4 separate regions of the Sus scrofa genome follow, and regions 2, 3 and 4 are each linked to region 1. The links are chromatin contacts, called in public Hi-C and HiChIP or PLAC-seq maps. All regions are on one chromosome and are shown on one strand. Each heading gives the region's core, a stretch centred on a gene start, on an enhancer-like site or on the middle of the called end of the contact. The rest is flanking DNA. Distances are from core to core; before and after follow the strand shown.

The links. A called contact is a pair of places that touch in the nucleus more often than the background predicts. HiChIP or PLAC-seq counts read pairs in DNA pulled down with a chosen protein or histone mark.
Region 2: a contact with region 1 is called in a Hi-C map of retroperitoneal adipose tissue, with 2.3 times the contacts expected there. The contact joins two enhancer-like sites. A contact is called at or near these places in 27 of 47 Hi-C or Micro-C datasets (adipocytes, adipose tissue, alveolar macrophages and 14 more) and 2 of 2 datasets of contacts at active chromatin or transcription factors (alveolar macrophages and skeletal muscle).
Region 3: a Hi-C map of liver shows a contact between it and region 1, with 2.9 times the contacts expected there. The contact joins two enhancer-like sites. A contact is called at or near these places in 3 of 47 Hi-C or Micro-C datasets (liver, omental adipose tissue and skeletal muscle) and 1 of 2 datasets of contacts at active chromatin or transcription factors (alveolar macrophages).
Region 4: a contact with region 1 is called in an H3K27ac HiChIP or PLAC-seq map of alveolar macrophages. The contact joins two enhancer-like sites. A contact is called at or near these places in 1 of 47 Hi-C or Micro-C datasets (embryonic fibroblasts) and 1 of 2 datasets of contacts at active chromatin or transcription factors (alveolar macrophages).

Annotation. Positions count from the first base shown.
Region 1 is chr13:157,291,138-157,298,267 of Sscrofa11.1, forward strand. No RefSeq gene overlaps it. Among named protein-coding and RNA genes, the nearest start is that of NFKBIZ, 22 kb to the left of the region's middle. Within about 2 kb of position 3,719, at least 47 of the 83 cell types and tissues checked have an H3K27ac peak or open chromatin away from gene starts, as enhancers often do. A contact at or near this core is called in alveolar macrophages, embryonic fibroblasts, liver and 3 more, where this site is marked.
Region 2 is chr13:156,906,317-156,913,446 of Sscrofa11.1, forward strand. No RefSeq gene overlaps it. Among named protein-coding and RNA genes, the nearest start is that of ZPLD1, 220 kb to the left of the region's middle. Within about 2 kb of position 3,840, at least 5 of the 83 cell types and tissues checked have an H3K27ac peak or open chromatin away from gene starts, as enhancers often do. A contact at or near this core is called in mesenteric adipose tissue, omental adipose tissue and retroperitoneal adipose tissue, where this site is marked.
Region 3 is chr13:156,937,991-156,945,120 of Sscrofa11.1, forward strand. No RefSeq gene overlaps it. Among named protein-coding and RNA genes, the nearest start is that of ZPLD1, 260 kb to the left of the region's middle. Within about 2 kb of position 2,436, at least 10 of the 83 cell types and tissues checked have an H3K27ac peak or open chromatin away from gene starts, as enhancers often do. A contact at or near this core is called in liver and omental adipose tissue, where this site is marked.
Region 4 is chr13:156,971,741-156,978,870 of Sscrofa11.1, forward strand. No RefSeq gene overlaps it. Among named protein-coding and RNA genes, the nearest start is that of ZPLD1, 290 kb to the left of the region's middle. Within about 2 kb of position 3,866, at least 12 of the 83 cell types and tissues checked have an H3K27ac peak or open chromatin away from gene starts, as enhancers often do. A contact at or near this core is called in alveolar macrophages and embryonic fibroblasts, where this site is marked.

The sequences.
Region 1 (7,130 bases), core at 2,469-4,968:
TATCTGCACACTACTAAACATCTGAACAAAAAATGAGAAATTTTCAGTGTCTCCAAATATCTAAAAATTGTCACTGTATAGATGATACAACATCCAACTGGTGAACAGAATTTTGAAAAATTTAATTCAGATATTTGGTATCATGTATAGAGAATGTAGCATTACCATTATTGCTTAATAGAACTATGACAGATTTTATTTTCCTACATGGTAAAAAATGCAGATTTTAGAGGGAAACTCCATAATTTTTCTTACTACCTGGAATTTATGGAGCCTTATAATTTTTCTACTCAGAGTGTGGACCTTGTACCAGCAAGATCAGCATCACATGGAAGTTTTTTAAAAATGCAGAATCATTTCCACCCCAGACCCACTGAAACAGAATCTGTAGTTAAGTGAGATCTCCACGTAACTCTTCTTCATATTAAAGTTTAAGGAACACTGCCTTAAAAGACAAATATCAAAATTCTTCCTTAATTCATCAGAGGATTTTATTTTTTAACTATCCAAGTAGATTTATTACTCCATGCGTTCTATTCTACAGAGCCTATAGGAAATGTAAACTACAGAAAATCATACAATTTTTTTAAAAAATCACCAGAAACAAAACTTGCGCATTTCTATCCTGGGGGCCACACTCTCAAAAGAAGTTAGTCCAGGTGGACAACTCACCCCGCAATGGCAGGGATGGAGGAGAGCAGGTGGATGGGTTTGCCAGGTGTCCTTGGCTCCTCTCCCCAGGAACAGGAGCAGAGGCCCCATCACCAGAGGTGTGACCAGAGTGCTCTTCCAAGCCTTAGTTTTGAGCACGGAAAGAAATATCCTAAGTGGAGCAACGTGAACAAGCAGCAGGATCCTCCTTATGATCCTAGCTGTTGTGTCCCAAAATGGCTCAATAAGTAAGAGGCTGCCTTCCCCAAACACTAGCCCAACCCTCCCCCATCAATTTCACCACATAGCTTCACTCTTTGGGGTCTGAAAGATCTTCCTATGGTCTTCTTAAAATAGGAAGGGTTATGGTGGTTATCAGTTACCAAACCAACAACCAGTGAAAGCACAATAGGGAGTATATGGTAGCTGGGTGTGAGCGAAGGAAATCAGAGCCCTGGAAAGATGTTGACCTCTCCCCATTGTACCTCTGCTAATACCCCAGGGGCCTGGTGGCCAGGACACCAGCTATGGAGACAAGCCCCCTCAGATTCAGATCCAAGCTCTGCCACTTACTATCTGGGGGACCATTAGCCAATTGCTTAATTCCTCTGAGCCTCAACTTCCTCACCTATAAAGCTAATTATGCCTACCTCCAATGCCATTATGAGGGCTGAATGAGATCTTGCTTGTCATCTCCCAAAACAAGGGTTTAATGTTAATGCCCTAACCATTAACTCCCTGAAAGAGCAGTAAAATATTTTCACCCGCTAGGTTTGGAAGGAAAGTGTTTTACCTCACAGTCTCAAATTAAAGGAACAGGAAGTGCTTTAATCAGAAAGCATGTATGGTAGCTTTAATGACAGGGCTTCACCAAAACTGTAGGGGGCATGACGCTGAGTCTGTTAAAGATTACATAACCCTGAAACTGCCAGTCAGCAGAGACCTGAATTCCCCTCTTAGATGTTTTCATCTGTCCTCCTCTCATGGAAAATAGTGGAAATTCAAATTGGTTCAAAAGATGCTAAACCACCAAAAAAAATCTTAGTTCACAAGACATCACAATAAAATGTCTATAAAGTAAAATTCATAGTAACCTTGAGGCAATTTTAGAAATCAACTAATAGATCCAAGAATCACAGACATTTTAGAAAACATCCCACTGCCCATTTTGACTACATCAGGGAAGGGCCAGGTAGTATCTGGAATTAGGAATGTCCACCTTTCTCACCATTAGAAGTTCAACATCAGGCCAAGAAAGTCAAAAGGTGAGGTCAGCCTCCTGATCTTCCTGTTAACCTGGTGGGGGAAATCAAGAGGCCACCAGATGAAAGTCAGCTGAAAGCCAAAGGGAAATGGTTTTCTCAGGAGCAACTCATTGCGGGTCTCAGAAAAAATCAGAAAATCTTCTGTCTGTATAGTGCTCTCTATAGCTCTTCACCTTCTGAGAGGGCTTCTTTTGCTTTTAGACTTCCTTCAGGACAAAGTCTACAGCTGGACAACTCAATTGTGCCAAGCATGGTCACCACCTCCATGCTGGGAAGGAAAGTGCCAAACATTTAACATTTGTTGTGCACCAATTTCTGGTGCTAACTCATCCCAGACTGTCTCTAAAGCACTTGCACCCTACCCACCTGTGTCTTTAGTCAAAGCAAAATCATCTGATAATAGAAATGGGTGTGGATCATACATTGTATTCTGAAGTCAAAAAGACTTTAAGGGTAGCTGCATGTTCAGATGATCTGTGTGGCTGATCCCTCCTCCAGTGGGAATTGTTGAGGGTAGTCAATAGGCCTTGGAAAATGTTATCTCCTTTTATTGTGTAAACAACCTACTAAGAAAGGAAAAAAAAAAATTCCACCTGGCCAGATAATGTGTTTCTTTAGATGCCTGATATTAAGTGTGGGGATACATATTACCAAGTACTTAAAACTTACATAATAAATGTCATCCTCTGAGATACCCCCACACCCCATGACAGCAAGTTCACTAATCCTCATGGAGAGAGTCTCAACCATTCTACCTAGAAAGGCCCTTTTATTAACACAAAATCCCAGACTGTAATAGATCTAGGGGTCCAGCCAAGTTATCAAATTTCAAGGCTTCCTTCATTCATAAAATGGTCTTTTAATACTGTCTTTAATTTTAAGACGTAATATACAAGAATTACATGCTGTACAACATTTTGATCTACTTGGATATATTTTTCCATAAAGATATAGTTCTATGACTACCCTTGTTAAGAAAGTATATCTCTAAACACATACTCGAACCTCTTGGGAGATTTCTGCCTAGCAGTATCACAGATCTACTTTCCTGGTTAAATGTAAGTTTTTACATTAGATTTAGGATACTTTCATCACCCAGCCTGTCCCCAGCATCTTAGTCTTTCCTGGGCCTTCACAGCAAACATACATGATTCATAGCCATTACCAAACTATAAAAACATCCTGAGTTTTCCCTCCCCCCAAAACTGCCCCCTAATATTTTGCCCCCAAACAAGAATGATCACCCAAATATCAAAAAGTGACTCCAAATTAAGGCATCTAAATACGTGAAAAGAAAGGAAAAAAAGCTTAACATTTACGAAACTTTTTCATACTAAATATCAAATAATAAAAATATACCTTTGTGTTTGAAGAGTCAAATCATACAGATACGTAAAGGCAAATCAACTGTTTCCAGCTGTAATCAGCGATAATAACCCAAGTACGTGAGAGCATGAGAAAAATGATCAGTTTCCTTTTGAGGTTACATGATAAGCAGCAGCAGTTAAGCAGCCTTTTTCTCTAAGAACCCAGTGTCTGCCCTCGTGGCAAGAGAAGCCAGCCCCTCTCCACGTCCCCCTTTATAGGGATCGCTTTCTGTTCACCCCTCTAAAGAGGATAAGGGCGGGGGAAGCTAAGGACCCGTTTTCTAAGATACAGAATAAGGTCGAGCTCTCATTCGAAAGGGGCTGCGTGGGCACAGAGGAGGAGGGAGGAGGCGTGAAGGGAGCAGAGAGGACTAGGTTCGTGGACTTTTTTTTCTGCACCCTGGAAATTCCCAGGCCAAAAAGGTACCGACCGGAGTCCCGGACATTCCCCTCAATGGCTGGCTCCAAGACCCGGACTGGAACCCAGCAGAGGAATCAGAAGCCAGTCTATGAACAAAAAGGTTTTTGCTAGGGATGCCTTTTTAAAAGGTCTCAATGAACTCACTGCCGGGCATTAGAGTTGCCTCGTGTTTATGGATTCACGCCGTCTCTTTTTCTTTCGCGTTTTCTCTATGGCCCCAAAATGTGTGGGGGTGGGACTAAAGGGGTGCTTTCTACAGCGCAGCTTTTCAAAAATGGCAATCAGAAAGTAGTATCTCTACCATGGCCCTTCATTGACAAAGGACAAATATACACATAAAGCAGTGGTTCTTCAACATACAAGTCATATTGCTTTCATGTGGGGTAGAGTGGGGGTGATTTTAAACAGAGAAGGAACCATTGCACAATACTGAGAGGATTTCTTCTACGACATTTGGTTTCACTGTGGCTTCTTTTCCTTTTGGGACACTTTCTTCTGTAATCTCTGTACTGCCTCCTTCCCTAGGCAGTGTTATAATCCAGTTTTATAGTCAGGAAATGTATGGTTCTCCACTAGGAATGGGCATCTAGATACCAGAACATCTTTTTTAAAAAAGAAGCCTGACTTCATTTCCTGAAGACTATTAAAAAGCAAAATACGGAGTTCCTGTCGTGGCTCAGCAGTTAACGAACCCAACTAGCATCCATGAGGACGCAGGTTAGATCCCTGGCCTTGTTTGGTGGCTTAAGGATCCATCCAGTGTTGCCCTGAGCTGTGGTGAAGGTTGAAGATGTGACCTCCATCACCCCTCATTCCAGAATTCCTAGGTGCTCCTAGAACTCTGCAACTGTGATCTCACTTCCAAAGAGAAAAAGATCGGGGAAGGGGGTGTGTTGTTTCCCTTGGGTGTTTATTCCCCCAGTACTCCCTGGGTAATTGTTATTTCTTTTAACAGGGCCCAGAAAGAGAAAACTCTGGCATGGAATACATGGATATAAAGACTTGTAATATACATTCTTGTGAACCACCCTGATGTATCAATCTGAAACTTAATACCCAAAGGTGGGCAGTATCAGTCAATTGGTACTTAATAAAATGATGGTTGTTTAGATGGTAAAAAGGAATCATATTAAAGGAATTCCCATCGTGGCTCTGCAGAAACAAATCCCACCAGGAACCATGAGGTTGAGGGTTCGATCCCTGGCCTCACTCAGTGGGTTGAGGATCCAGCATTGCTGTGAGCTGTGGTATAGGTCATAGATGAGGCTCAGATCTGGTGTTGCTGCGACTGTGGTGTAGGCCAGCAGCTGTAGCTCCAATTAGACCCCCAGCCTGGGAACCTTAACATGCCACGAGTGTGGCCCTAAAAAGACAAAAGGCAAAAAAAAAAAAAAAGAACCATACTAGAAACCAAACTTACACCTACTAAAGTTTCTCTTCTATAAAATATAATTTGCATAGAAGGGCCTTATTAAGGATTCTCCCTTTCACAAGTAGCATCAAATCAATCATTTGAGTCAAGAATATGAGGAGATGCACTAAGAAGTTAATGCCATCATTCCAAAATAAAAATCCATATTTTAACCTAATAAAATTATATACAAACTACTATTTTAAGATTTTATTATAGATCTAAATAGCCAACCTATGTAAATAATGACATTATTCAGCTAAACTATTAGGCTTTTACAAATCAAGAAAACTAACATAGAAGCTCCCATCATGGTACAGCGGAAACAAATCCAACTAGGAACCATGAGGTTGCGGCTTAGATTCCTGGCCTCACTCAGTGGGTTAAGGATCTGGAGTTGCCCTGAGCTGTACTGTAGGTCACAGACATGGCTTGGATTCTGCGTTGCTGTGGTGTAGGCTGGCAGTTGTAGCTCCAATTAGACCCCTAACCTGGGAACCTCCATATGCCTCGGGTGTGGCCATATAAAGTCAAAAAAAGAAAAAGAAAAAGAAAACTAACATAGAAAAGTATTTGCATGTTAAATTTAAAAACAGTTATAAATTTCATGTTCTCTGTGATTACAGATTTGTGATTTAAAAAACCCTGAAAATAAACCAAGTTGCTAATGCTCATTTCATTCAAATGACAGAATTATGGATTCTATCCATAAATTTTCTTCATCCAGATTTTAGTTTTTTTTTAAATTATGATATCCTTTGTAATGGAAAATATATATTTAAAACAAACTATGTTGGTATGCTAATATACACAACTCTGAGGTACTGGTTTAAAATAAACTTTTTGGAAGAAATTAAAATATTGTATCCAATTGTTCTGAGAATGATTTAGGTAATGTTCCAGACTCCACCCTTAGGCAACTTTTTTAACTTCCATACCAGAGTGTAGAAAGACAAATTAGGAGGGACATAGTGAATGAGAATACTTTAAGAAACTGTGTCATCAAATCTTTAGGACATAAAGTCACTAAGTTTAAAAAATAACAGAAATTGGATGAGATCACAATAAATCATTTGCACAAACAAGCAGTGTCACTCCAAAGTCATGGAGAGGCAGTGGAAATTGAAATTCTCCTGAGAAGACATGACTCAGCCTCCTTCAGGGATCCTTGAGAAATGCTCATAAGTTCTTTCATGAAAAAATAAAACCTCTTTACAAAGTCCAAAAAGTTCCAGTTGAAAAGGGCTATGATTCTCACATATCTAGTTCAAATCCAAACTCCAGTTCTTCATCTATAAATATCATCTGGACTATTAGATCATGATCAGAATTAAAAGCTATGAAAAAAAGCCCCTGAAATAATGAATAAACAATAATATTTCCTCAGTTCCATCTTCCCTCTTCCCTTAGTGTTTCTCAAAAATGTAAAATACCACACTTGCATCAGAAGCCTTGGGCATTTGTCATTAAGGTTGATTCCACAATTCCTGAAAGCAGAGCCCCTAATTCTGCATTTTCATCAAATATTCCAAATGATACTCTAAAGCTTAAAGACCATCAAAATTAAGCTACCTGGAGTTACCGTCGTGGCACAGCAGAAATGAATCCGACTAGAAACCATGAGGTTGCAGGTTAGATCCCTGGCCTCGCTCAGTGGGTTGAGGATCCAGCATTGCAGTGAGCTGTGGTAAGGTCATAGACACAGCTCGGATCTGGTGTTGCTGTGGCTGTGGTGTAGGCCTGCAGCTACAGCTCCGATTAGATCCCCAGCATGGGAACCTCCATATGCCACAGGTGCAGCCCTAAAAAGACAAGAGACAAAAAATAAAAATAAGCTTCCTTAACATATTTAACACCTTGGTCCACTACAAATCAGAACATAATTTAAAATTATACTTATTTATTTTATAAACTTGCAGGTGGCCCTCAAGGTTAGGAAAGGAAGATCTTAGACTCTCTGTTTTAAGGTAAAAACAAATTATTTGGATCATTCTTCTAAGAATTATTTTTTCATG
Region 2 (7,130 bases), core at 2,590-5,089, 380 kb before region 1:
CAGTTTAAAACACACCTCTCTAGCCCTGATAGCCCAGCTCAGCAAGCCCTAAACCTTAGCATTATTCTACAGACCTGAAGTGATGCAACTGCATTTTGTCCTCTTTAATGCTATCATTTTTTAAATTTTTTATTAAAGTATAATTGATTTACAATGTTGTGTCAATCTCTGCTGTACAGCAAAGTGACCCAGTCATACATATGTATACATTGTTTTTCTTATATCATCTTCCATCATGTTCTATCATAAGAGATTGGATATAGTCCCCTGTGCTATGTAGTAGGATTTAATGTTATTATTATTCCATACTTTAAAAATTCCAGACAACTTGTCCCTCCAGATAAGAGTGAATTTACAAAACTTCATTGTTCTTAAAAGTTCTTCTTATGGAGAACTTAGAGTAATGGAATTGGTGCCTGGAGGCAGAGGATATACACACAGGTAGATGAGGGAGCAGCACACAAGGGCCAGAAGGGATACAAACAGGATAAGCTTCCTGATTCTGAGTCAGAATCAAAACAGCATGACCATAATAATAAAAAGTAGATGATAACAGACACACACAGCACTTGTTTATTAGGCACTGTTTTAAGAACTTTATATGTACTGCCATTTATTAAGCTTCTTGGATTCTCATAGTACAAAAGAAAGAATTCCCAGTAGGTTCCCGAGATTCCTACCCTCTGGTGTAGACATCCCATATAATCACCTCCCTTGAGGTATGAATCATGAGTATGATGGGATAGTCACTTCCATGATTAGATTATGAAACAGTTATCTTTAAGAAGCAGAGATTATCTGACCTAACCAGATAAGCCTTTGAAAGGAGAGGCTGTCTGATGAGTGAGATTTGAAGTGTGAGAGGGACTTCATGCAAGGGGGATTTTCTGTTCCTGGCTTTGAAGATGGAGGGGGCCACAGGCAAAGGCCTTTGAGCACCCTCTAGAAGCTGAGAGCAATTCCTAGTCAATAGTCAAAAAGAAAATGTTGACTTCAGTCCTATAATCTCAGTGAACTGAACGCTTCCAACCTAAATGAGCTTGAAAGAAGATCATTCCCCAAGAACTCCCAGTTTAGAATATACCCCAGTGAACCATACCAAATGAGATGCTAATCCAGCTAATCCATGCTTGGATTGCTGGCCTACAGAAACCCTGAGATAATAAAAGGATAACATTTTAAGCCTTAATTAAAAAAAAAAAAAAACTCATTGAGGTAAAGACTTCAACCCCTTTTTATAGATGAAGAAAATGAAGGGAAGTTGGTTTATTAACTCCTCCATAAATTACCAGTTAGTAAGAAGTCTAACTGGGATTTAAACTGGGGCTCTCATCCCCAGGAAACAAGGTCTGAACCACTATATAGTCCACCTCTAGATCTTTTCTGAAATTCTACACTTTTAAAAAATAACAAATAATTTTTTTTATTTATATGCAGGTCAAGGAAAAGTTGGCAGTGGGTTAGATGTGGCCCCTGAGCTGGCAAGTATAAGCTCTGCCTTATAGAAAGAGAAAAAAGGAGAGCCCACCATGGAAGGGTACTGACCTGAGAATCAGAGGGGCTCATTCCTGCCTTTACCTTGCTGTGGACCCTGGGCAAATATTGTTACCTGTTTGGTCTTCAGCATCTTTACTTTAAAAAATGAGAGTCTTAAAGCAAATGATCTTGAAGGACTTTCCACTTCCAACATCCTATGAGCCTAAGGTACTCAAGAGAAAAGGAGGTCTGAATTGAGAGAGAATATTGAAAATAAAAGGGACACATCTACCCAAGAAAGTGCAAAGGAAGTAAAAACAGGTGAGAAGAAACATACTGGAGGGAAGAGGAGAAAAGAAATATAAGACATGTAGTAAAAAAGTTCCATGGCTCTTGAGGTTGGATTAGTGATTTCTTCTAGGACCCTTTTAAGGAAAAAAAAATTTGCAGATAAGATTATAGATGAAGAATACTTACAGGACTTTTTCTTTAAGATAAGGATGGGGAAAGAAGACAAAGCCAAATAGACATTAGAGGTACAGCATTAGTGTGGAGCAGAAAATGTCTAAGGTAACCTTGCCAGTTAACTGAGAAATTGGCACAGGTCAGGGATTTGAAGATGGAAGTTTTAGGAGTGCTACAAGAATCCAAAAAAAAAAAATCCTGGGCAATCTCGGAAAATAAGTATGCCTTACTGGCCCAGAATCAGGTTTTAGAGAGATACTGCTCATGGATGAAAGAACTCCTGTCACTGGGCTGTCTGTTCTAAATCTCTCTGGTTTTTCTCAGACACTTCTTTGGCAAGAGGGAGATGACACTGTGTGCTAAAAATCAGCCATGGATTGCTCAGAACTGAATTCATCCTGAAAATTAATTGCCCTTGAAATACATCAGTCTTGGAAAGTTTTGAAGACAGCTCCTAGAAACTGGGAGTTATGAAAATAAATAAAGGTAATCTTTAAAATAAAGTCATAAAGGGGGAGCTCTCACTATTAATCAGAGCCCAGAAGGAGAAAGGAAGAAATTCACTTTGCCCAGCAAGAGTTCACCATTTAAACACATTTACCAACTTGGATTCCTCAAAACAGTTCCTTCCAACTTCCTCTTTTCCTCTATAAAAGCAAGCCCCTCTCCTCTGTTCCTTTTCTTATTATTTTTTAAAGTTTTATTGAAGTATAGTTGATTTACAATGCTGTGATAATTTCTGCTATACAACAAAGTGATTCAGTCATTCATACATGTATACACTTCTATTCTCTTTCAGATTACTTTCCCATATAGATTATCATAGAATATTGGGTAGAGTTCTCTGTGTTATACAGCAGGACCCTGTTGACCAGTCGTTCAATACAAATCAGTGTGCATATGCCTTGATTACGGTTCACCATAGTTTGCTTGTCCTGAATTGCAATTCTCTGCTATTCCTGAATAAATAATTTTTCTGGTAAATAGCTTTTTTTTAAGGTCAACAGAGTTAAGTGGTGGTCCCTTGATACCCCTCACTGCCCAGTGAAGCCTATCCCACCTTTTTGTGGAAATAGAGCAAACTTGAAGTCTTTAAAACCCTGACTGGACATGAACTTCCTATGAAAACTAATATCCTTGACTTGTAAATAAATAGGTCAGTTTTCTTTTTAATTGTGGCTCTTGCTTAAAACAATTACAAGGTTGCAAAATTAAAATGCAGATTCATAGGCCCCACACAGGGGATAGAAATATTCATTTTTACCAAGCTCCCAGGCACAATGCTAGTAGAAGTTTCTAACACCTCTGCCAGGCTTCATTTTGAGGGACTAGCCTGAGATCCACAGGTATAAGGAACTGTTCTGGGAACAAATGAATGCCAGAAACTCCAAGTTCCTTCGTTTCCAACTTCACCATTTATAGCACTAATCTACCACACATATTTGAGAAGTAAAAATTTCTCATCCTGAAAGGAAATTCTTTTGCACCCAAGATATCTGAAAATCTTCCTTTTTCTGAGTTTTTAGACATTATTCCAGTGTTATGTGCCAACTTTCATGTTTTCCATTTAATCATCAGCATTGAGTAATTGCTATGTTCCAGTAACATTTCTTTTTACTGGAGATAAAAAAGTCTTCATGGGACTTATGTATATTTGGACAGAAAATAAACATACAAAAAATAAATTACATAGATTTTTAAGAGGTGAGGAGTTCCCTGGGGAAAAAAATAAAAAGGAAAAACAACATGGTAAGGGAGTGACTGGAGTGCTGAGGGCATTGCAGTTTTAACTAGAGCTGTCTAATAGGCCTCATTGTAAAAGTGAGATTTGAGCAAGAACTTTAAGAAGATGAGGCACTCATTTGGAAGGAAATTCCAGGAAGACAGAAGAGCCAGTGCAAAGTAAATGTTTTTAAAGTAAAAATGGATTGAGTTTAAGGGAGAATCTCCTAGGAGGCCAAGGGGGCTGGAGCAGAGTCTAAGGTCAATTATGTAATTGGGAAGACAAAAGTCACAGGGACTCTTAGGCCACTGTAAAGACTTTGATTTTACTCTGGACAAAAAAAAATTACTGCAGGGTATTGAATAAAGTGATATAACTGACTTTTCTATTATCATTCGGATCTACTGTAATTTATTAGATTGCTAGATTTGATACAGAGCGGGTAAAGGTTAAACAAAGCCTTAAATCATAAACTTTGGGTTCCACTGAGCACATGCTATCTACATTTCCATTGAACAAAATCTACAATCAAGAGTTGAGGTTATTTTCTCTGGGAATGGATATTTTTCATGTTTTTATTTTTTAAAAATTCAAATTAGCAGATGTATTTTGAGTTTAACAAAACTCTGGCAAATAGGTATGGTAGAACATTTTAATTCCCATTTTACAGATGATAAACTGAAGTATAGAAAAACAAAATGTCATGCTCAAGAATTAAATATATGTACATATATAGTAAATTAATATATGTATATTTATCTAATAAATATATATATGTGTGTTTATCTAGTAGATAGCAGAGTTAAGACTTTATTTTATTTATTAACCATACAGCTTACTCAGAAAATTTGGAAATGAACCTTTAAAGGACTCAAACATTTACATTCTATTAGTGTCTTTTGATGGTGTTATTCATGAATAATTAACATATGGTAGGAATAAACACACTTTTGTGGTTTAGACAAAAAGGGGTACATTGTGGCTTATTAATCCTAAGGCGACTGACCAGGAGTTCATGGTAAATATAGACTGAAGAGGCAAAACTATCATTTGAACAGCTCACAGATAAGTAGTCAGAGGTTTAGGTATTTTGATTCAGGAACAATGTTTTGTTAACTTCTCTATTCCCAGTACTTGGAAGCAGAAAATAGACATTTGGACAAGAGTCCTCGTTCTTCAAATGGAATTCTCTTCATGTCACCTACTTTGGAGTTAGCAATTAAAGCCTCCACAGAATAGTAGGGCCTCTGTGTTTAGGCTAACTCGGTCATTGGGTCAACCTTTATGGGCAGCTCATATGTACAAGTGAGGTGGTAAATAACTGTAGTTAGAAGCTCAGGCTATAGATTTAATATCAAAATAACCATAACATTTTTCACAGAATCCTAAAATGTACATGGAATCACAAAAGACCCAAAGTTGCTAAAGCAATCTTGTGAAAAAAGAACAAAGCTGGAGGTATCACACTCCCTGATATCAGACTATACTACAAAGCAATAGTCATCAAAATAGCATGGCAATGGCACAAAAACAGACACTTAGCTCAATGGTACAGAATAAAGAGTCCAGAAATAAACCCATGCACTCATGGTTAATTAATCTATGACAAAGTAGGCAAAAATAATGGAAGAAAGACAGTAGAAGTGCTGGGAAAATTGGACAGCTACATGTAAAAGAACAAGATTAGAACATCTCCTCACATTATATAGAAAAAACTCAAAATGCATTAAAGACCTAAACGTAAGACTTGAAACCACAGAACTCCTAAAGGAAAACATCAGCATAACACATTTTGACATAAATCATAGCATTATCTTTTTCAGTCTATCTCCTAAGGCAAAATAAATAAAACCATAAACAAAAAGGACCTAATTAAACTTAAAATCTTTTGCACAGCAAAGGGAACCATTGACAACGTGAAAAGATAACCTACTAAATGGTAAAAAAAATTTACAAATGAGAGGACCAATAAGGGGATAATATCCAAAATATATAAAAAACTCATACAACTCAATATCAAACAACAAAGAAATCAATTTAAAAATGGGCAGAAGACCTAAAAGACAATTTTCCAAAAAAGATACACAGATGGTAGTCAACAGCCCCATGAAAAATTATTCAACATCTCTAATCATCATAGAAATTCAATTAAAACCACCATAAGAACAGGACAACCGCAAATCAAAACCAAAAAAATACATTCACAAGAACTGAAAAGAAGAGGCCACAAACATAAAATAAAAGGAAATCATCCACGTGAAAAAAGAAATAAACAAAGGAGAAACAGAATCAAATGAAAAACAAAGTTTAAAATGGCAATAAATACATATTTATCAACAATTACCTTAAATGTCAATGGACTGAATGCTCCAATCAAAAGACATAGAGTGGAAGACTGGATTAAAAAAAAAAGAGCCTACAATATGCTCTCTACAAGAGACACACCTTAGGGCAAAGAACACATATAAATTGAAACTGAGGGGATAGAAAAATATTTCATGGGAATGGAAATGACAGGAAAGCAGGAGTTGCAATACTCATATCAGACAAAATAGACTTTAAAACAAAGGCCAGCACAAATGAACATCTCCACAGAAAAGAAAATCATGGACTTGGAAAATAGACTCGTGGCTGCCTGATGGGAGAGGGAGGGAGTGGGAGTGACAGGGAGCTTGGGCTTATCAGACACAACTTAGAATAGATTTACAAGGAGATCCTGCTGAGTAGCATTGAGAACTATGTATAGATACTCATATTGCAACAGAACAAAGGATGAGGGGAAAAATGTATACATGTAAGGATAACTTGATCCCCTTGCTGTACAGTGGGAAAAAAATAAATTATAATAAAAAATTAAAAATTAAAAAAAGAAAGACAAAGGACACTACTTAATGATAAAAGGGTCAATTCAAGAAGAGGATATTACACTTGTCAATATATTTGCCCCTAATATAGGAGCACCCAGATACATACAACAAATACTAACAGATATAAAAGGAGAAATTGATGGGAATACAATAATAGCAGGAAATATTATCACCCCACTCATGTCAATGGACAGACCCTCTAGACAGAAAATCAATAATGCAACAGAGGAGTTCCCATCATGTCACAGGAAACGAATCTGACTAGGAACTATGAGGTTGCAGGTTCAATCCCTGGCCTTGCTCAGTGGGTTAAGGATCCAGCATTGCCAGGAGCTGTGGTGTGGGTTGCAGATTTGGCTTGGATCTGGCATTGCTGTGGCTGTGGCATAGGCTGGTGGCTACAGCTCTGATTAGGCCCCTAGGCTGGGAACCTCCATATGCTGTGAGTGTGGCCCTAAAAAGACAAAAAAAAAAAAAGGCAACAGAAACCCTAAATAACACAATACAAAAATTAGACTTAACAGACATTTTCAGGACATTACATCCAGAAAAGTCAGAATATACATTCTTTTCAAGTGCACATGGAATATTGTCAAGGA
Region 3 (7,130 bases), core at 1,186-3,685, 350 kb before region 1:
ATACAACTCTGGTGCAAATTTAGGGCCTCCTTGTCGAAGCACAAAAATTGGCTATGCAAGCGATGATTACTGGTATGCTATTTTTAAAATATAAAAGTTTGCATTTCCATGACTTAAATCCTTCCAACGAGTTCCTGTAACCTTCAGGCTAATATTCAAACTCCTTAATTTAGCACTCAAGCACTTCATGGGTTGGCCCCTGCCTTTCTCTCTGGCTTCATCTCTCAATACTCCCAGGAAATGCTCTGCATTCATTCCAGCCATCCCAAATGACCAGCAGATCTCAGCTGTATCTGGCTACTGCCTTGACTTAGTGACTATACAAACACTAGTGTGTCTGCCTGGAAAACTCCTCCTACTTCTTCACCTGTCAAATTTCTCTTCCCTCAAGACAACTAAAGCATCATCTCCCAGGCCTCGAATTTTGATATTTTTCCTTCTTTGTGCCCTCAAAGCAACTGTGCTCCAGCATTCATTGTTTTGTTTTCATTCATTTATTGATTCACTTATTAGTTCTTTGTAATTTCCTAACATATAAGTCCTGTTACTTTGAAGGAAATCAGTGAGTGCAATAGGAAATCATATATACATTTTTAAAAAGAATCATAGACAAGGAACAGGGAAATAGAAGAGTTTGGATTTTATGAAAGTGACAGGAAGAAAAGCAGAGTAGAAATTGAAGAGACAGAGGAGCAGAGAAAAGCCGACGGCCTCTTCTCACCTGCTTCCCATCACAACACACGGGCCTCCATCACTTAACAGACCAGCAGGACCCAAAAACCAGCCCTGCCCCTAATAGCTAAGGGGTATTAATTACTAATGACCTGGTATATATTACTAATCCTCTCTAAGCTCCAGTTTCCTCATCCCTGAAATGGAGGTAAGTACATTATCCTCTTGTCACAGAGTTGTTGTGAAGATTAAATCAGATAATGCTTATGACAATGCTTATGACACGATGCTTTGTACATAATAAATACATGACAAATGTTAGCTGAAAATGCATTCCTAGCTAATGTTGAGGAATAAAGGAAAATCTTTTTTCTTAGGTCCCATATGCACATGGACATGGCCAGGACTAGTACATTAGACTAGTCTGTTATGGAGTCACTCTCTGATTCAGGACATTTTAGCTCAGAGCTGAATGCAGCAGAGCAAAACGAAATCAGCAATATTACCATCAGTTGAATCCATCCTCCAGTTGAAAGATACATCAGTTATAAGCTAGGGATTGGGGTCAAGAATATTTTTATATTTCTATATTAATGACATAGTTTTAGTGTTTTGAGTTTAGAAAGAAAGCATATGAGAAAGCACAAAATCATACTAGCTGGCACATGAAAGATTCAAGAAAGATCAAACCCCACAGCAAAAAAGTTTCATTTAATGTACCCTGTTCTTCTCAAGCCTCCTGATGTTACCAAAAAATTCTTTTCAAACTGAAAAGTGTTTCCCTATTGACCCAAGCACTGGGTTGGATTTGGAGGTAAAATATTATCCAATTGGATTAATTATTATATCACATGGGATCAGATGCCTCCACCAGGCACCAGTTTTCTTGGTTGGTCACATATTAACAATCATCGTCTTGACATTCTAAATATGCTGTCTGATTAGTAGTTCCTGGCAGCAGTGACTGATAGCAGTTACTGGAATCTCTGCTTACTGGGTGGTTACGTAATAGCTACACCTAGCTGCATGGCTAGTCACGATATATATTTCATGATGTTTGGCCTGACGAGTGTCATATTCACCAGACTAGTCTCATTATTTGCTTCACATGTTTTGCTTACCTTACCTTTGTGCCTTTGCTCTGTCTTTCCTCCACCCAAAATGACCTTTCCAATTGTTCAAATTCTAGAATTCTTTTAAGATTCTAGTAAAATGCTCTTTTTGGCTGTCAACCACCCAGTAAAAAAACAGTTTGCTTCTAAACCCCACTGTATTTTATTTTCTGCACAGTGGTTTTTATTTTGTATCCTGTATTTTCCTTACTAGCACAACACCTTATCTACAATTGGCACTAAATAAAAGTTTACTGAAGGCATGAACTAGTGACCCACTACAACTAAGAATACTATGAATTACTTGAAAATGTAAACAGACATATCATCTTAATGAAAAGAAAAGATTTTACTCCCTATGAGGAAATCCTGCTTTTTAACTAACAGCTAAATCCACTTCCTGTTCATGTACCTCCTAAAAGGTTTAGGAAGAAGACTCTAGGCAGAATAAATTCTAGAATAGCATCTCTGGCTTATCATAAAAATAGCTTGGCCTTGCTTGCATTTCTTGGATATTGAAACACTTCCCCAAGTAGGGGCTGAAATCAGAATTAGGGAAAGTTGGAAATGATGGATTTAAGTTGGTACTTTGGGCATGAAAAAAGAGCAGAAATGCTTTCTGCTTGTCCCCTTTACTGATCGACCCATTCCTAGACATGAGAGTCCTACAGAGGTTAGAGATGACCGAGAACTAGGTCAGGGTAAAAAAATGGGAGGATGATAGATTATATTTATATGGGCTCAGTATTATGTGATATTAAGGAATTATTTTCAATTTCATCAGATTGAGTAATGGCATGCTTATTGTGAAATATAAAAGCTTTATTGGTTAGAGATGCATGTTGCAAAATGACATAATTTCTGGGATTTTCTTTGAAAAACTGAAGAGAAAGAGGAGGAATGGAGAAAAACAAGACTGGGAAAATGTTGATAATTAGTTGACTGATCAGTTTAAAGAAGCTTATTATACTATTCTCTACATTTTTGTGTGTTAAACTACTCCTACTCTAGAGTTCTAAGGCAATAATTATCATCATATACCTGATCTCCAAACTAGATGTTTGCCTGAAATTACAAGTAAGGGGAAAAAAGGGAATTTTAATTATCTAGATCACCAGTCTGTGCCATTTGATTTAACGGACACTACTCAAGATTACTGTTGTGTGACGTCTTCGGTTAAGTCAGAAAACTATACACCTGAGGCATAAGCTGGAAGAGATAAGTGAGGTTTTAACCTCAACTATACTAAAGTTATGTACATTGTGTCCTTAATCAAAGTTTCAGAAATCCCAGTAGACCAGTTCTCGGTGCTTGTTTGTCTGACATTTTTGGAAGTCATAGTTATGAGTTATATTTAAAAAAAAAAAATCAGTCATACTGGAGTTCTCATTGTGGCTCAATGGATTAAGAACCTGACACAGGATCTATGAGGATGTGGGTTCAATCTCCAGCCTCTTTCAGTGGGTTAGGATCCACCATTGGTGCAAGCTGCACCATAGGTCTCAGATGCAGCTTGGATCCAGTGTTGCTGTGGCTGTGGCATAGGCCTGCAACTGCAGCTCCAGTTCGACCCTTGGCCTGGGAACTTTCATTGCCATAGGTATGGCCATAAAAAGAAAAAAATATAAGTCATACTAAAAAAAGAGGGGAGGGAAAGATGGAGGGAAATGGGGATCAGAAGTAGTCTATAGGTTAATAAATTCCCTGGCAGGATATCTTGGTGACAATCCAGGTGAGCAATTAACTATCCAGTATATCCAGCCCTAATTAAAACTTAGCTCTGAACCATTAATCAAAAAAAGTGTGTTTTGAAGAAGTTAATAACTCTGTAACTTTATGCTTTTTTTTCTAATATCAGGCAAATATCAAAGAAATTCAGAACTTTTCCCCTAGCTTTAACCAAAATAACCCCAAATTTCTACTCACTGAATAGTCTAAGGCACCAAAAGCCATTATCATGTTAAATGTTGCTTTCTGCCTTTTGTAAATACCACCAAAGACTGGAATCCTCAGATAACTGGGGGACATTTTTCTTCATTTCTATTTTTTTTCTGGGATGAGCATATGTTTCTCTCCTCAAAAAAAAAAAAGGCTGTATATTGTTGGTCCCAACTTTGCCAAGTAACAAATTGTAGAAGAAAATAAAGTAATAGTATTGATTTGCTGAATAGGGTTGACTTGAATAAAGCAAATGTATTGATTTGATTAACAGAAATAGAATTTGCCTAATAAAACTTACTTCAGGAAAAGAAATATTTCAATTTTAAAAAAATTAAAGCATTGGTATGCCCCTTTATTGTTAGCTACTTGCATAAAAAGATTTTTACAGTTTGGTGGCCCAATAGTGCTCCAGCAGATGAAGGTTTTAAGAAGTGGAATCACTAAGCAATGTTTAAAGAAACCAACAAAAACTGGCATCAGCCTACATTTTCACATTCCTCTGTACATCTCTATACATTAGGCTATTGGATACATCCAAATCCTTCAGAAAAAAAAATCTCATTACAATTTCCTAAATACGTGTACTTGCAGAACTGAGGTATTAATAGTATTACCCCCAAAAAAGGACTTCTTGGTCAAGTGAAGCTGGAGAAATTCTGGGTAAAACAAAGTTCAAATATCTCTTTACTTTGGGACTTCCTAGTCTCTTTAATATGATAATAGCATTATGAATCTTCAAGAAGGGAAATTCATTAAGACCAGTGCAATGTTCAGAAATCAACTTGTGAAACTAGTGTTCCAAAAACATATTGACGGCTATGATCTGAAAACACACCCAAGTATGCAAGCAGACAAACACATACACATACACAAATACCCATAGGTACGAATATACTATGAGACATTAGTAAAACATTTTTTTCACTGGTGTGAACAAGTATAAAGGCAACTAAGGGAGTTCTCAATCATGGCGCAGAGGAAACGAATACGACTAGGAACTATGAGGTTGCAGGTTCAATCCCTAGCCTCGCTCAGTGGGTTAAGGATCTGGCGTTGCCGTGAGCTGTGGTGTGTGTAAGTCGCAAACGAGGCTTGGATCCCATGTTGCTGTGGCTGTGGTGTAGGCTGGCAGCTGTAACTGCATTTAGACCCCTAGCCAGGAAACCTCCATATACCATGGGCACGGCCCTAAAAAAGACAAAAAAAAACATTTTTTTTTAATTTAAAAAAAAATTCTTAAGAAAGGCAACTAAAATTGTATGCCAGCAAAACAAGAAATATCTCCTTTCATTCAAAGAAACAAGAGAGATCTGTTTTTTTTTTCCAGCAGCCCTTAAGACTATGGATTCTGGGCAGCTGTTTCCTTCCTTCCTGCTCTAAAAACATCAAATCCAGGAACTAAGAAACTGATAAGGAAGGAGATGTCCTTCTTGCTGCCTTTGGGTTAATGAACATTCAGTACTATGGCAAAGACACAAGCTCCCTGTAAACTCCAGGAAAATTACTCAGATCTGGCCCTGACTTTCTGTAAAACCTGGAAGTAAATTTGTAGATACATTGCTTTTTTTCTTCTTTCCTCAATTAGAGTAAAACCAACTCCCTAAGTTATCTCAAAGGCCACAGCGAATTACTCAAAGAACATTCAGTTTATCCTGTGAGTAATACTGATCATAGCTGCCAAATGGCTGCTTGATGGGGTGAACTTGATAATTTTAGCTGTCCTGATATGATACCAATCAAAACAATTCCACTCCAATGATCACAATTCAGTTTTGATAATAACAACAATAATAATAATGAGACTCTGACTTAATTATGATTATTATTTGCTGACCCCTAAACTGGATGGCCTTCAATTTCACTTTGTTCATTGGGATCACCAATGCAGACATTACAGGAGTAGTAGGAATGCAGGATTGATATCAGACCCGTTTATTCATGTTACATTTAGCCACAAACTCAGTTTCCTTTTCCATTTATTATTTCTTGAAAAGGAAAATTAGAGCACGTTAGCCTACATTGTTCATTTCCTTGGTACAATCTCCCAAGAGCTGATTTACTTTCACTAGTCCTAAAAACCAGCAAATGCAAATTGCAGTTACAAACATCCAACCCATAAGGCAATGATTTACCTTGTTATAATTCATAGTAGTAACAAGAAGGAGCATGATACATAAAAGCATAGTTTAAAATAGAATACTTTAAATTTTGTAGGTTTGGGAGTTCCTTTGTAGCACAGCATTGTCACTGCAGCAATTTGGGTCACTGCCATGGAGCAGGTTCAGTCCCTAGCCCAGGAACTTCCACATACCAAAAAAATATTGCAGGTTTTGTTGCCTGGATATATTTTTTAAATATGAACATTTATTATAGAATAATACAGGCCTACCATTACTTCTTGGATTTTATTGTATTTGTTTATTTCCTATCAGTTATATTCACTAATTCTACATAAGAAAAAATGCTCATAGATTATATTTTTAGTATTTTAAGTAGATAAAATATTTTCTTTTAGGAAAAGGAAATAAAACATTAACTTCATTGGAGTTACCCCAGTGCTGCCACTCTTTATTTTGGGCACCAACTCTTCAAGTCAGGGATCTTGTCTCCAAATATCCTCTAGGTTTCCACTATGTGGAATACTAGGTTTTATGGGGAAAAGAGACTTCTCAAGTGAAGTTCCCAATTGGAGGTAAAGGAGTAGACTAAGAAAAGGGTGATAAGTAACTAAAATATATGATCAAAGGATATCCAGAGGACTCCTCAAAGAAGCTAAAATATTGGTTTTTGACAATGCCAGATCTATATGGAACTCTGGGTACCTTAGGTCCTCACGGCATCTACAAGGGCATTAGAAACAACTGGTTGTGCTTCTATGATCATAGCTCCACATTCTTAAGATGCTTACATGCGGATTTTTCCAAATAAAAAAATTTTATGGTTTGTAAAGATTAAAACTATAAATTCTAAATGTAAGCTATATCCATTAGATACAGCAACAAAGTTATATCAACTATTCTGGAAATTCTTAGAAACAGCCCAGAGAAGTATGGATAGATACATTCACATATGGTAGAGGTCAAGGATAGATTCTAACCAGTAAATGGGTAGTCTGGATAGAGCAGGATTTGGGTTATCTTTTGGTAGGTTTTTTTTCTTGTTTCTGGTAAACCTTATGAAGTAAGTCTGGTTTGAATCCACATGGTCAATTTGAGAATACATTCTCAAGAGCATGTAAGATAAAAAAGAAAAGAAATACCTGTATAAGTTTCCAATTTTGAATAACATATAGCTACCAGCTTCCAACTAATAAATTTATGGAAATTATACATTTCTAATTTATTTAAGACTACAAATAAATATCTCTTCCATGTGATTATGTAAAAAGTATCAAGTTTTTATACT
Region 4 (7,130 bases), core at 2,616-5,115, 320 kb before region 1:
AAAAGAGCAAAGTTTAACATTACCTGTTAGATAAAAGGATTGCAGCCTTTCTTGAATATTAAGCCAAAAATTCCTTTTCTGACAATTCTGAGTCAACATTTTCCTTTCCTTTATTTGGTTGTGTTCATATGAGTAAAAGGAGATCATGAAGAACAAATCTAATCAATATTGCTAACTATAGTCAATCTATTTAGTCTACACAAAATTTCATGATACATGTTAATTTGCTAAATATAATATCACTTGTAATTTGTAAGTACTTGTTACCAAAGTAATACTATAATACAAAGTGTGAATTAAGTGAAATGTATCTTTAGTTTCTCTAAATGTTGCCTTTCTGAAATTTTTTTTCTCCATCCCCCATATCCTTCATCTAGACATCAATATCCACTACAAAGACCATGAGCCACATAAGTTATTTAATTAAAATTAAATAAAATTTAAAATTCAGTCCCTCAGTGACACTAGCCTTCTGTGCCCAGTTGTCACATAAGACTAATAACTACCATAATGAATAGTGCAGATAAACATTCTCATCACTGCAGAAAGTTCTAATGCAAAATTCTGCTCTCAACACTTAGAGCTTGTGGAATCCCCTCTCTAACTAGAATTCTTCCCACACAGGCTATGCCTTCCCAACCATTTGCCCATGTTTCTTTCATCCTATTTTCCTTACTCTCATGGTCTCCCTGAACCCTCTCATGATTCCCCATAGGAAATACAATTTTTTAATTCCTTCTTTGAGGATCTTCTTTAGAACTTAAATAACTTGACAGACTTATCCATGCTTAGGCAATGTATGGATGCACAGAGTTGATGTGTTCTTTCTCCAAAGTAACACATTTGCACTTTAGCAGAAAGCTTCTGGAGATTCTCTGCATTTACACTAAGGGTAGACTTTAAAAGTTGTGGTTTTAAGCACCACGGTAACCTGTAAACTTTGGTGAACTGACTTCAGAATGCAAGAGCCTTCAAAGCACATTTCAAAGTACACTATCCTGTTGGCCTGCATCTACAATGGCCTTGAGTCACTATGGTGTGTTGCCTCCTAGGAGTGATAGACTATCCCTAAGTGTCACCACAAAAGAGGAAGCATTATGCATCTGACAAGGAATAGAAATAGTAGGTCAAAAGACATTTATTTTGCTTGTAATCATGAAAGTGATTAGCGCTCAGGGTGGGGTTTTGGTATCATAAGCTTTGTCCATTTTGGGCTCCCTGCCAAGGCAGCACACAAACTATAATTAATAGCAAAATAAGAGATAATATATAAGTTCTTCATAATAGCTTGGCAAATGTTCCCTTCTCCCCCAAAATAGGGCTCTGATAAAAACTGAATTGGCAATGCAGCTTGGGCCAGAAGACATTTTTTTTAAAAGAGGGAAAGAAAAGATTTCTCACCCTTCCGATACTTAAAACATCATTAAACTGCAAACAGACTCTAGTTTGCCCCATGGGTCCATTCACTGGGTCAGAGAGAGGCAAGCAACTGGCCACTCTGCCTGGGGGAATAATCTTCATCTGCTGACTATAAGCTGCAAGAAGTAAAAATAAATATCCAACTCTGAAGAAGGCTTCATTTCTCTTCAAGTGTTCAAAAAAAAAAAGAAGAGAAAAAGGGTAAGCAGACCTGCCTCAGGAGGAAGTCATGTGCCATTCAGTGTTCCACATTCTGGATTCAGCTGATTGTTTCCTTGTGATGTCATTTAACTTGATCTCTACACACAGAAATTTTTATAAAACTATTCATGAGAAAAATAACAAAATCAATAGCACCTTTCCAGTGTTTTCCTTATTTTTTGATTTTAGGGTTTTTTAAAAGTTATTTCTTATTCATCAATAATCAGATGCACATAGCTTTAATAGTGGAGAGTGCTAAAAGATTTATAACAATAAAGCAATATCCTGGCCTCACCATAATCCTCACCAGAGGCTACCACTTTCACCCCTTTTAGCTATTTCTTCTGGATACCTGAATATGTCTGAATACCATTTTTATACTATCAGCATTCTAAAAGCATTTCATTATGGAAAATGTCAAGCACATACAGAAAATTAAAGCATAGCATGATGGACCCCCCTCATGGACCCATGATATGGCAAATCCCATTTCATCTATACATTGACCCATTTTTTTCACCCTCCCACCTCAACCATATTTTTTAAATAAATGCAAGATATATCACTTTAATTATAAATATCTCAATATATATCACTCAATGTACATCACTTTTAAAAAGTCCCCTTAAAAATATAATCACAATACTGTTATCACAAATTCAAATTTAACATTCCTAAATATTAGCAAATATCCAGGTACCGATGATATTTTTCCAATTCCCTCATAATTATTTTTTATGCTTGGTTTATATAAATCAAGATGCATTTTTATGTGTCATTTAGGTCTTCTTTTTTTAACTCAATGAATTTAACTATATTTATAGTGGTACAACCATCATCACAACCCAGTTTTACATTTCCATCCCAAACCCTAGCATATTTCTTCCCCCCCAAAAAAAAAAACCTGTAGGTTCCTTTTTTTTAATCTATGACAGTGGTTCTCAATTGTAGGCAGCTTTGCTCCTAGGGAATAGCTGGCAATGTCTGGAAACATATCGATGATCACAAGGGCAAGGGCTCAGAATTCTAATGACTAGGACTGCTGCTAAGAATGCCTACCCCAAAATAAAAAATTACATAGCCCACAGTGTCAATAGTGACAAAGTTGAGAAACTCTGATCTATACAATATGGAATTCCATCCTTCCCCTCACCCCTGCTTATTTCTAAGTCCTTGACCCCCAGAGTTTCCACCTTCTGGACTTTGCTGACTACATCCCTGTTTTGTCTTACAACATGTTCCTCATTCCCTATCACTTCAGTAAATTAGAAATAAAGAGGGTATACATTAAAATATTAAGCCAGTAGAAAATATATTGAAGTATTAAAGCTTCTGTGTGAAAATGTGAATCGGGTAGTGGGATTACTGCCTGTGCTTAAAGAGCCAACGAAAAGGGCCTCAGATACTATGTTTTTGTTTTTTGTTTTTTGTTTTCTTGTGTTAATTTTTAGAGCCACAGTTGCAGCATATGGAAGTTCCTGGGCTAGTAGTCGAATTAGGGCTGCAGCTACAGGCCTACACCACAGCCACAGCAACACCGGATCCAAGCCACATCTGCAACCTACGCTGCAGCTCACAGCAACACTGGATCCTTAACCCACTGAGCGAGGCCAGGGATTAAAACCTGCAATCCTGTGGACACCATGTCTTGTTCTTAACCTGCTGAGCCACAACAGAACTCCATTACTAAGTATGGTGTAAATATGAAATTAATGACCAAAAATTTAATTCTTGAATTTTCAGGCTGCATAATGTAGAAATCTATCACCCTCCCATTTCCTTCTTCTGAGACCCTATCCTATAATATGCTGGACGTTTGCTCTTTCCCTCTAAAGATCTTCTCTTCAGCCTGCTTTGTGACCAGGAATGCTGGCCTGTGTAGACAGCATCAATGGATGCCCTCGCTCTCTGACTCTGGTCTGGCTCAGTCAATAGGCATAATTTATTTTTCATTTGTGCTGAGAAAAAAAAATTCAAGAAAACATGTTTAAATTTCAGGATATCCAGAAGTTACATCATTTACTTTCTTACCCTTTCCTTTTTTTTTTTTCCTGATTCTCATTATTTCTCCTCTTTAATGCTTACATCTCCAGAAATGTAACCAGACATAATTAGGGAATTATGTCACTAACCAAAAGTTATTTAAAGGGGAAAACTTTTTCATTGACTCACAACAAAGGAAGGGAGTTGGAGCAACAGGACAAGGAACAGAGGCTTCCTCAGAATGGCTGAAATGACTCACTGGCCTTGTTTGTGAGCAGGCATGAGGCACCCCCTGAGTACAGCCCAACACACTGGGAGTCAAGGGACATTTTAGGTTAATGGAGTCCATAATGCATGACAAAGCAAAACTTGGTTTATTTAAAGAGCTCTTTTACCAGTGTGCAGCATCAAAATACAGAACACACTGTCTAGGGAACACTCCCTCAGAGAGGGGCACATCGTCATACCTAGCCCAGCACCGATATGGAGAGGGTTCTTACAAACATTTGCAAATTCAATATATGCCTAACTGAAATTTTTTCTCTCTCAAAAGTTTGAGGAAGCACCAAAGAAAACCCTTAATCTGTCATTCTTTTATTTTCTACTCAGGGCCAACCAACAATGAAAAACTACTTGGTGAAGCAGAATGACAAGAACATGTTGAAAAGTTGTGAGCACTCCCCGGAGACCTGGTTGATACAAGGACTGGGACAGGAAAAATACAAGAAGAGCATCAAACATCTTGTGGTGCTAGACCATTAGGAAGTGCTCAGAAATAAAGTCTGCAAACATGTAAAGATGGTAGTGAGATCTCCAGGCCCGAGGTGGCAATTCCTCCAGACCCAACTCAGGTGTCCTCCCCACCCTTCAGGCCAAGATACTACCTTCTGCCCAAGCTCCAGGTATGAGATGGACTTCAGCCTCTTCAGTCCAAGAGTGGTCCCCAACAGGAACTCGGGGCCCAATTCAGACTTGCCCAGCGAACACTGAGTGCAGTATGACATCACTTTGTGGATAAAGACCACATGAATTTTGTTTGTTCCCTGTGTCATTCCCTGATACTAAAAGGACTTAGATTTCTCGCTTGGCTCAGGGCCTGGCCTTAACTCCTTTCTGCTCCTTCTCATCTGCTCCATCTTCCCTTTCCAGCCCTAGCCCTTCAGTCCTATTCTTTTTGTTTGTTTTTTTGTTTGTTTGTTTGTTTGTTTTGTTTTGTTTTGTTTTTGGCCAGGCCTGCAGTATGCAAGAGTTCCGTGGCCAGAGATAGAACCTGAGCCACATCAGTGACCCCAGCCACAACGGTGACAACATCAGGTCCTTAACCTGCTAGGCCACCAGAGAACATCCCATTCACATTTATTTCCCTCCCCACTCTCTAATCCCAACATAAAGCTGAGATCTGAGCCCCCAGGCTGGAGAGTTGGGGACGGGCACTCTAGGGCAGATTCATTAACACTCAAAACATTTACTGATATGGTCAGTTCTTCTTTTCTCCCCACCTAAGCTGGGAGTGGGTTTGTTGGCGATTTCACTGAGAATGTGGGTCCCAAGAAAGGGATCTTTCGCATCTGGCCTACTGAAGGTGAAGCTGTAACAGGACAGTGGACCCCTAGTTTTTTGCCCTGGTTCTGCACTTATTTGTATTTTGTTAATTACCACATGTTCACTAACTTCTGTTTTGTGCCTGTCCAATGCTTGGCATTGGTGACACAGCAGCCAGGCCGGGCCCTCACAGAGATGACAGACCACTGGAGGAGATGGATATTAATAAAATATTCTCATAAACTAAAAAAAAAGATGGCATTGGAGCCTGAAAGAGTACCCAAATAGCCAAAGATGGAAAGAAATTATCAATAAATCAACTAAAGGTAATATAGGATTATAACCTAATAACAAAATAAATAGCCATGAATCCCTCCCAATATAAATAAATTATTGAACAAATAAACAAATGATGGAGAAAAGACAATGCTTCCTTATTAAAGCATTTTGTGAGATATTGTTTCACACCTGTTAGAATGACTATTATCAAAAAGATGATGACAAGTTTTGGGGAGGATGTGGGGAAAAGGGAAACCTCATGCACTGTTAGTGGGAATGCAAATTGTTGCAATCACTATGGAAAGCAGTATGAGGTTCCTCAAAAAATTAAATATAGAACTGCCATGTGACCCAGTAATCCCACTTCTGGATATATAGCCAAAGGAAATTAAAATAATATATGGAAAAGATATCTGCACTCCCATGTTCACTGAAGCATTATGCACAATAGTTAAGACACAGGAACAAAATTATCCAATGACAGGTGAATGACTAAAGAAAATATTATATATATATTTATGTTTTATACACTGCATGTATTTATACATTATTTAATTACATAAGCCAAATATCTTGCCATTTGTAACAAAATAGGTGGATCTTGAAGGTATTATTCCAAGTGAAATAAATGAGACAGAGAAAGATAAATACTGTATTAAATCACTTATAAGTAGAATCTAAAAAAGTTGAACTCATAGAAATAGAAAGTAGATTGGTAGTTTCCAGAAGCTTGAGGAGTCAGGTGATGAGTAGATGTCAAAGGATACAAACAACTTCTAACTATAAGATGAATAAATTCTGGGGATCTAAGGTATGGCATGGTGAATATAGTTAACAATACTGTGTTATATACTTGAAAGAAAGAAAATCTTTTTTTTTTTAATTTTCCCACTATACAGCAAGGGGGTCAGGTTATCCTTACATGTATACATTACAATTACAGTTTTTCCCTCACCCTTTCTTCTGTTGCAACATGAGTGTCTAGACATAGTTCTCAGAGTTAACAACACTGTATTATATACTTGAGAGAAAATCTTGAATGCTATCACACACAAAGTGATTATTATGTGGGGGAATATAGGTGGTTAACTAATCTTATTGTGGTAATTATTTTGTAATACATACGAATATCAAATCATCATGTCACATAGCTTAAACTTACATATGTTATTTATCAATAAAATTTCAATAAAACTGGAAAAATAGAAGTTTTATCTCAAGTTTGGTTTAAATCAAGCTATTTAAATAAAAGAAATATTTCAATTAACAATAGCCATTAGAACAGAACAATAATAATTCCTGGAAGTAAAGAACACAGAAGGATATTAAATTGGAGTGAAAAGTTTAAGCAAAAACAGTTTATTTTCATGTTCTTAAAGAACCTCCCACAAAATATTGAGTAATAATAAGGGGAAAATGGTAATTTTGTAGTGAAGTTCCTGGAAGACATCATCCTAGGTAAGTGATCAAGGTTAGCTTCATTGGTAATACTAATCAACATCATATACCTATTATACAAAGCACTGAGAAGGGCACATCACATCTATAACATCCTTTGCAATAACATGGAGCCTTAATCTAATTCTGAGAAAACATCAGACAAGCCCAAGTTGAGGGGCATTCTACAAAAATAACTGACCGGTACTTTCCAAAATCATCAGGGTTATAAAAGATAGGGAAAGACTAAAGAATTGTCTCGTTGCTGC